Regions from separate parts of the Mus musculus genome. Here region 2 is linked to region 1. The links are chromatin contacts, called in public HiChIP or PLAC-seq maps. All regions are on one chromosome and are shown on one strand. Each heading gives the region's core, a stretch centred on a gene start, on an enhancer-like site or on the middle of the called end of the contact. The rest is flanking DNA. Distances are from core to core; before and after follow the strand shown. Region 1 holds the start of Adam10 (a disintegrin and metallopeptidase domain 10). Region 2 has its middle 100 kb from the start of Adam10.

Region 1 (2,700 bases), core at 27-2,526:
GGAAGTTCTGACTGCAGTATTGAGTTTAGTAATGTGAAGCAAAACAACAATTCATTTTTCAAAACAATTAAAATAAGTATATTCCTTAAGTAAGGTGTGACGGTGCATGGAAGATGGGAGGAATCAGAAGTTCATGTTTACCCTTGGCCTCATAACCACTCAAAGAATAACCTGGGATAATTAGATGAGAGATGGGAGATGGGGGTGGGAAAAGTATTCTCATCTTTATTTCTGTTTTCTTTAAAAACCACATTATCTACATTAACAATGTAGGTTGTAGAAAATATATAGGGCGGAAGTAAAAGGTTTGCAATTTATTCTTATTATCAATAATATAAACTCATATTCTTTGAGTCAACCGAAGCAGAGTTAAGTATGATGAAGACGTTGTAGTTCTTTTTTTTTTTCATTTATTCATTCGCGTTACATCCGAAGAGCAGCCCCGCTCCTCTCCTCCCAGTCCCACCCTTACAAATCCCTCCTCCCATTACTCCTAAAGTTGTAGTTCTTGAATACGAGTATAAAGAATCAAAGCGAGTAAATGAGAAGTCAAATACCGGTTTTGTAGAAGTTGGCATGAAGGAGGTATGAGGGAAACAGACTAACAAGCGAGCATTTTCTGAGCTGGAGACTAAGGACCACCGGCTTATTTATTTATTTATTTATTATTATGGCTAAGGCCTAGTAGGTGACATACATTTGCTAATGGTTCGGGAAGATACCCCTTTGGGTATTTTTTTCTTCCTGTTGGATCTTTCCTTTTATGTTCCCATCAGAGCTGTGTATCGCGGCTAAAATCATGGTTTGCTGGGACTGCTTTTGTTTACTTGGCAGCTGCAGAGCTTCAAAAGAAACAGATAGAGAAGCAAGGAAAACCTCTAGTTTTTTGGAGGCGAAGAAGCCGAAAGCCCTTCTTGACAGCTTCGGGGTAGGGTGTGATTCCAAGAGACAGTCCTTAACAGCTGGAAGAACCAGGTAGCACTTTCACAGGGAAAAGAGCGCTCCCGCCCGGGGCGGTGGGCGGAGTCTCCAGCGGCCCCGCCCTCCCAGGCCAATCCCTGCTCTCCGCCAGCGGACAGGAAGCAGCGGCGGGGCCTAGCGGCCCGGGCGCTCGCCTCGGCACGCATGCGCATTATCCCGGGGCGCTTGGGGGAGCAGGGCGGGGCGGGAGGCAGGGGTGCGGCCTCGCGAGTGTATTGGGTGCCGTCGCGTCACGTGGCGAGAAAGGAGGCGGAGGGCCGCGGCTCAGGGAAGGGGCTGAGACCAGGCGAAGAGCGAGGGCAGGGAAGCGGGGAAGGGAGGAAGGAAGAGGCCGAGGGGGAGGGAGGGCCCTGTTTTGGCGGAGCAGGGCGCGCGGCTGGGCCCCTGAAGTGGAGCGAGAGGGAGGCGCTTCGCCGGGTGCCACTGCCGGGGAGGCTCGTCGGGACCCAGCGCCGGTCGCGGCTCCCTCAGGATCGATGCACCGCGGTTAACCCGTGAGGAGGCGGCGGCCGGGGAAGATGGTGTTGCCGACAGTGTTAATTCTGCTCCTCTCCTGGGCGGCGGGGCTGGGAGGTGAGACACGACCCCGGGCGGCGACGGAGCGGCGGTCGGTCGGGCCGAGCGCAGCGTCGCGGAGCCGGGCCGCGCGTGTCAGGTCTCCTCGGCTTCTGTCAGCTCTCTCAGCTCGCCTCAGCCGACCCCGAGCGACGCTCCCCGCGCGCTATTGTCCCTCGCGCGCCCCGACCGCGCTCCCGCCGGCGGCGGCCCGAGCAGGCTGCGGAGCCCCGGGCCAGGCCTTCCCCGCCCCCACGGCCCGGCGGCCCTGCCTGCCCGGCTTCTCGCGCCGCTTTCCCCGGGAGCGGCGGAGCCCAGGCCAGCCGCCCTCGCGCACTCCGCAGCCACCTCAGCCCTGCCGGGGTCCGAGCCCCGGGACCGCGCAGACTCGCAGCAACTTGCGAGGTTGGCAGCGCGGCGGGAGCATTGTTCTGCAAGCGAGCGAGCGGACCCGGGCCGGGTGTCGGACGCCGGTGTGCGTGTCCCACCCGAGTGCCTTCCCTCCGCCTCGTGCTCTTTTCGGAGTGTTTGTAGCCAGCGCGCCGGAGGTTGTGTGTGTGTGTGTGTCTGTCGTTCTGTCTGTCTGTCTTCTGTCTCCCCGGGGCAAGACTTTAGTTGACTGAGGAGAAGGGCAAGCCGTTTTAGGATGCTCTTCGATCCATCTGTCTTTTTGAGTTGAGTCCACAGAGAAGCAAGACCGACCCTTCCTGGGCGAACCAACTTGCAGAGTTTTCTTAAACTCTCAGGTGGAGCAGACGTACTGCTTAGTCAGAGGATTGTCAGGGCTGTGCTCCCTCCCCCTGCAAATTGGAGTTCACTGTTGCTTCAAGTTTCCTGATGCTTCGGGTTTGAGACAGCGGTATTTCATTCCCAGGCTTTCCTAGGACAGGTTGCATGATTATTTTGTTCCTATGAGAAAGTGCTTTACCATAGGTAAGCTAATTTGCCGCCCAAGTGTCTGGAGAGAGGTTAGCTTAAAAGCATTGAATTGGAAACAACCCCCAGAACTTCCAGGGGTGCTTCGGATGGTTGTCAGCAGCCTAATTTGATACTTTAGAAAATATCCTAGTGTTTTCTGTAGTGTATTGTCTGTGTTCATCCCTTTGTCTCATTGACTTAAACTGCAGGACCCAGCCTATTTTTGTCTGGCATTCTGCTTACTCT
Region 2 (2,740 bases), core at 138-2,637, 100 kb after region 1:
AGTAAAGACTTCCAGTTGATTTTTTTTTCCTCATTTATTACTAGTGTAGCATTTTTATTGTTTCTGGAGCCAACTCTTTAGTGAGACACAGATTAAACCTTTGTATTCTGTATTCCCATATGCTTTGTGTTTTCAGACATATACCTATGTGCTATTTTCATTAGAAACTTGTGTATTTATAACTGACAAGCATTTCAGAATGTGTTTTCTTTTAAAACGCAACTGGATACTAGATAAATACAAGAGGGTTGAATGCAGTGTTTATTACCTTCTCTGTCTGGAAATCCCCGTGAAAATGGCAGGGCTAATCCAACACAGAGTAGGTGAAGTGAAGAGCGTGGTAACAAGAATACATTTTTGGCCACTTGGAACAGATGGAAGTGTCTGCATGGTTTGGCAGCTCCAGGGTCACCACATTCTAAGCCTGAAGTGAAATGGGCAACTGGGCATGGGATAATGGATGCCCTGGTCTCCACTGTCAAGATTTCAGGGCACAATATATGAGTAAATGCATGTGACTCACAATATAATTTGTAACCTACCTTTCTCATTTAGCAAAAATAGTGATGGTGTATTAACCTTTCTGATGGCAGTAATGATCTCACCCTATGGAGGTATTGCATGCCTTTTTACATTAATCACTTCCCCATTGTTTGCATATGTAAGTTCCAGATATTTCATTGTTTTAAACAATCCTTTGTGGAAATCCTAAATCTAATAATACAGTCTTAAAACTAGAGTTTGGGGTTAAAGGTGTTTGAAAGGTCATTGATTTAAAAAGGTGATAGTGTCTTTGACTTTAAATATAAGACTTTCTTCTTAAAGAAATATGAGGGGTTGAAAATCTGCATGTATTGCCCCCACTTACGATTATTAGAAACAACAGTAGAAGACGTTTCTTGATTTCATGGAGGCCAAAATTTAGTGCTCCAGCTGTGGTCTTCAAATACTGTTTTCTTAAAAGGAATCAGACTTCCTTGGATAAATGGATAATTCTGGATATAGGGAAAGATATGTACAAAAAAAAAATCGGTCACACTAGTCTATACAATGATTCAGGAAGCACTTTGAAGATTTTAGCAACAGTGAAAATAATATCTTCAAGAGATTGAAACTCTGGTTTTACAAGTTCATACTTACTTTGGAATGTGAAAAACTTAAAGACATGCTGACCAAAAAAAACTGAAGAAAAATATAGAATTACGATGTTGCCATTTTCCTCTTCCGGGATTAAGGGGTAGAGAGGATCCCCTCCAGTGGCTGTCAGCCTCAGGAAGCGACAGCAGACCGAGGACACCCCTCAGCGGAAGCACATCTCTTCAGGAGCAAACCCACCATGTCCGACCATATCCTGCCTGATCAAGCTTCCAGACCTGACACCACTTCCTAAAAATAGAAGGAACAAATGAAAGCACAGGGGAATTCAACAGAATCCAGGCTTACAGGGAACTGCAGAGCAAGTGACCAACGAAAATTCAAAGAAAGAAAACGATTAATAAGAAGGGACTTAGCTTGCCAAGACTTATTTGGATTCTGCAGTGGGAAAACTTAAAAGATCATTAGGGATATGTGAAATATGATTTGATAGTTGGTGATGGTAAGAGATTACAGTAATTTTTAGTGTTAATTTTTAGTTAAGTTTAGTGTTAAATTTTGTTTAATTTTTTGTTAGGTGCTGGGGATTGAGCCAGGGCTTCATGTGTACTGGGCATGTGTCCTACCACGTGAGCTATACTTCCCAGTCCACTTGTGAGAGTGCCATTCTTAAAGGAAGTCCATATCACTTAGAGATACAAACTGAAATATTATTAAAGTGATGATTAGTGTCTTCAGATGTCTGTAAAAATACTGAAGAGTGGAGACGGCCAGTGTATGAAAGAAAGTTGAGAAGAGATTGTGAGTTGGTAATTGTTGAAGCTAGGCAATGGGGTACTTAACAATTCAGCATACTGTTTTTTTCTACCTATATTTAAATGTTTTCATTAAAAGTGTTTTAAATATGGATTGAGTTCATATAGAGAGGTTTACTCAAGGCTGTATTTATAACCTGTATTCATGATGAGTTTCATAATGATTTTTTAGTGGAATTAAGCTTGAACCAATCAAGCTAACATGATTAATTATATTCTGCTCCAGTTCCAATGAATGATTAATTGATTTTGAGTATGAGGGTAAAATTTGAAACTATCAGTCATTTGGGAGTCTTCATAAGCAACTGTTTGATCCCTCCTTACTTTCACAGTATTGTGTGACTTGCTAACTACTTAAGGAAAAGAACTGTCTTCTGTTATACATCAGGAATAATGGTCAAGTTACCACAGTAAACTCACAAACTGTATTTTGGGATAAATGTTAAGTAGCTCAGTACAGTAAACTGGAGTCCCATCTTTCTTGTTTAAGTAACACTGATCCCTGGAGGTTCAAATGTATCTTTTAAAAGGTATCCTGGGGTTGCCTCCCCCCACCCCGACTATAAGGGGATTAGAATAATTTGGCATGATGTGGGTTGTCTGTCATGAAAAGTGAAAAAAATGTTTTCAGTTTTCACTTCAGGAAGGCTGAGTCTGCTCAGTAATGCTGATAGACGGGTTACTGTGCTTGTCATAGCGTGTTTTACTGGCCTTTTTCCCCTCTGACTTGGGCTTCGGAGTTAACCTTGTGTGTTACTGACTGTCAGCTTTTACAGATTAAAGTGTTGTATGTTACTCATGTTTCCTAATTTAGTTCTGTGATAGTCCTG

Evidence for each region. HiChIP or PLAC-seq counts read pairs in DNA pulled down with a chosen protein or histone mark.
Region 2: a contact with region 1 is called in an H3K27ac HiChIP or PLAC-seq map of microglia, with 3 times the contacts expected there. The contact joins the enhancer-like site here to the promoter of Adam10 in region 1. A contact is called at or near these places in 10 of 39 promoter capture datasets (the 3T3-L1 cell line, the C10 cell line, the HPC-7 cell line and 7 more), 1 of 15 datasets of contacts at CTCF or cohesin (large pre-B cells), 12 of 484 Hi-C or Micro-C datasets (the G1E-ER4 cell line, the HL-1 cell line, the HPC-5 cell line and 6 more), 18 of 115 datasets of contacts at active chromatin or transcription factors (the 230-238 cell line, the HPC-7 cell line, the SCID.adh cell line and 7 more) and 4 of 9 other capture datasets (adipose tissue, liver, macrophages and 1 more).

Annotation. Positions count from the first base shown.
Region 1 is chr9:70,677,706-70,680,405 of GRCm38.p6, forward strand. It overlaps Adam10 (a disintegrin and metallopeptidase domain 10), which reads left to right and starts at 1,277. Exons shown (of 16, transcript NM_007399.4): 1 at 1,277-1,554. The coding sequence starts at 1,500.
Region 2 is chr9:70,782,009-70,784,748 of GRCm38.p6, forward strand. No RefSeq gene overlaps it. Among named protein-coding and RNA genes, the nearest start is that of Adam10, 100 kb to the left of the region's middle. Within about 2 kb of position 1,388, at least 7 of the 459 cell types and tissues checked have an H3K27ac peak or open chromatin away from gene starts, as enhancers often do. A contact at or near this core is called in microglia, where this site is marked.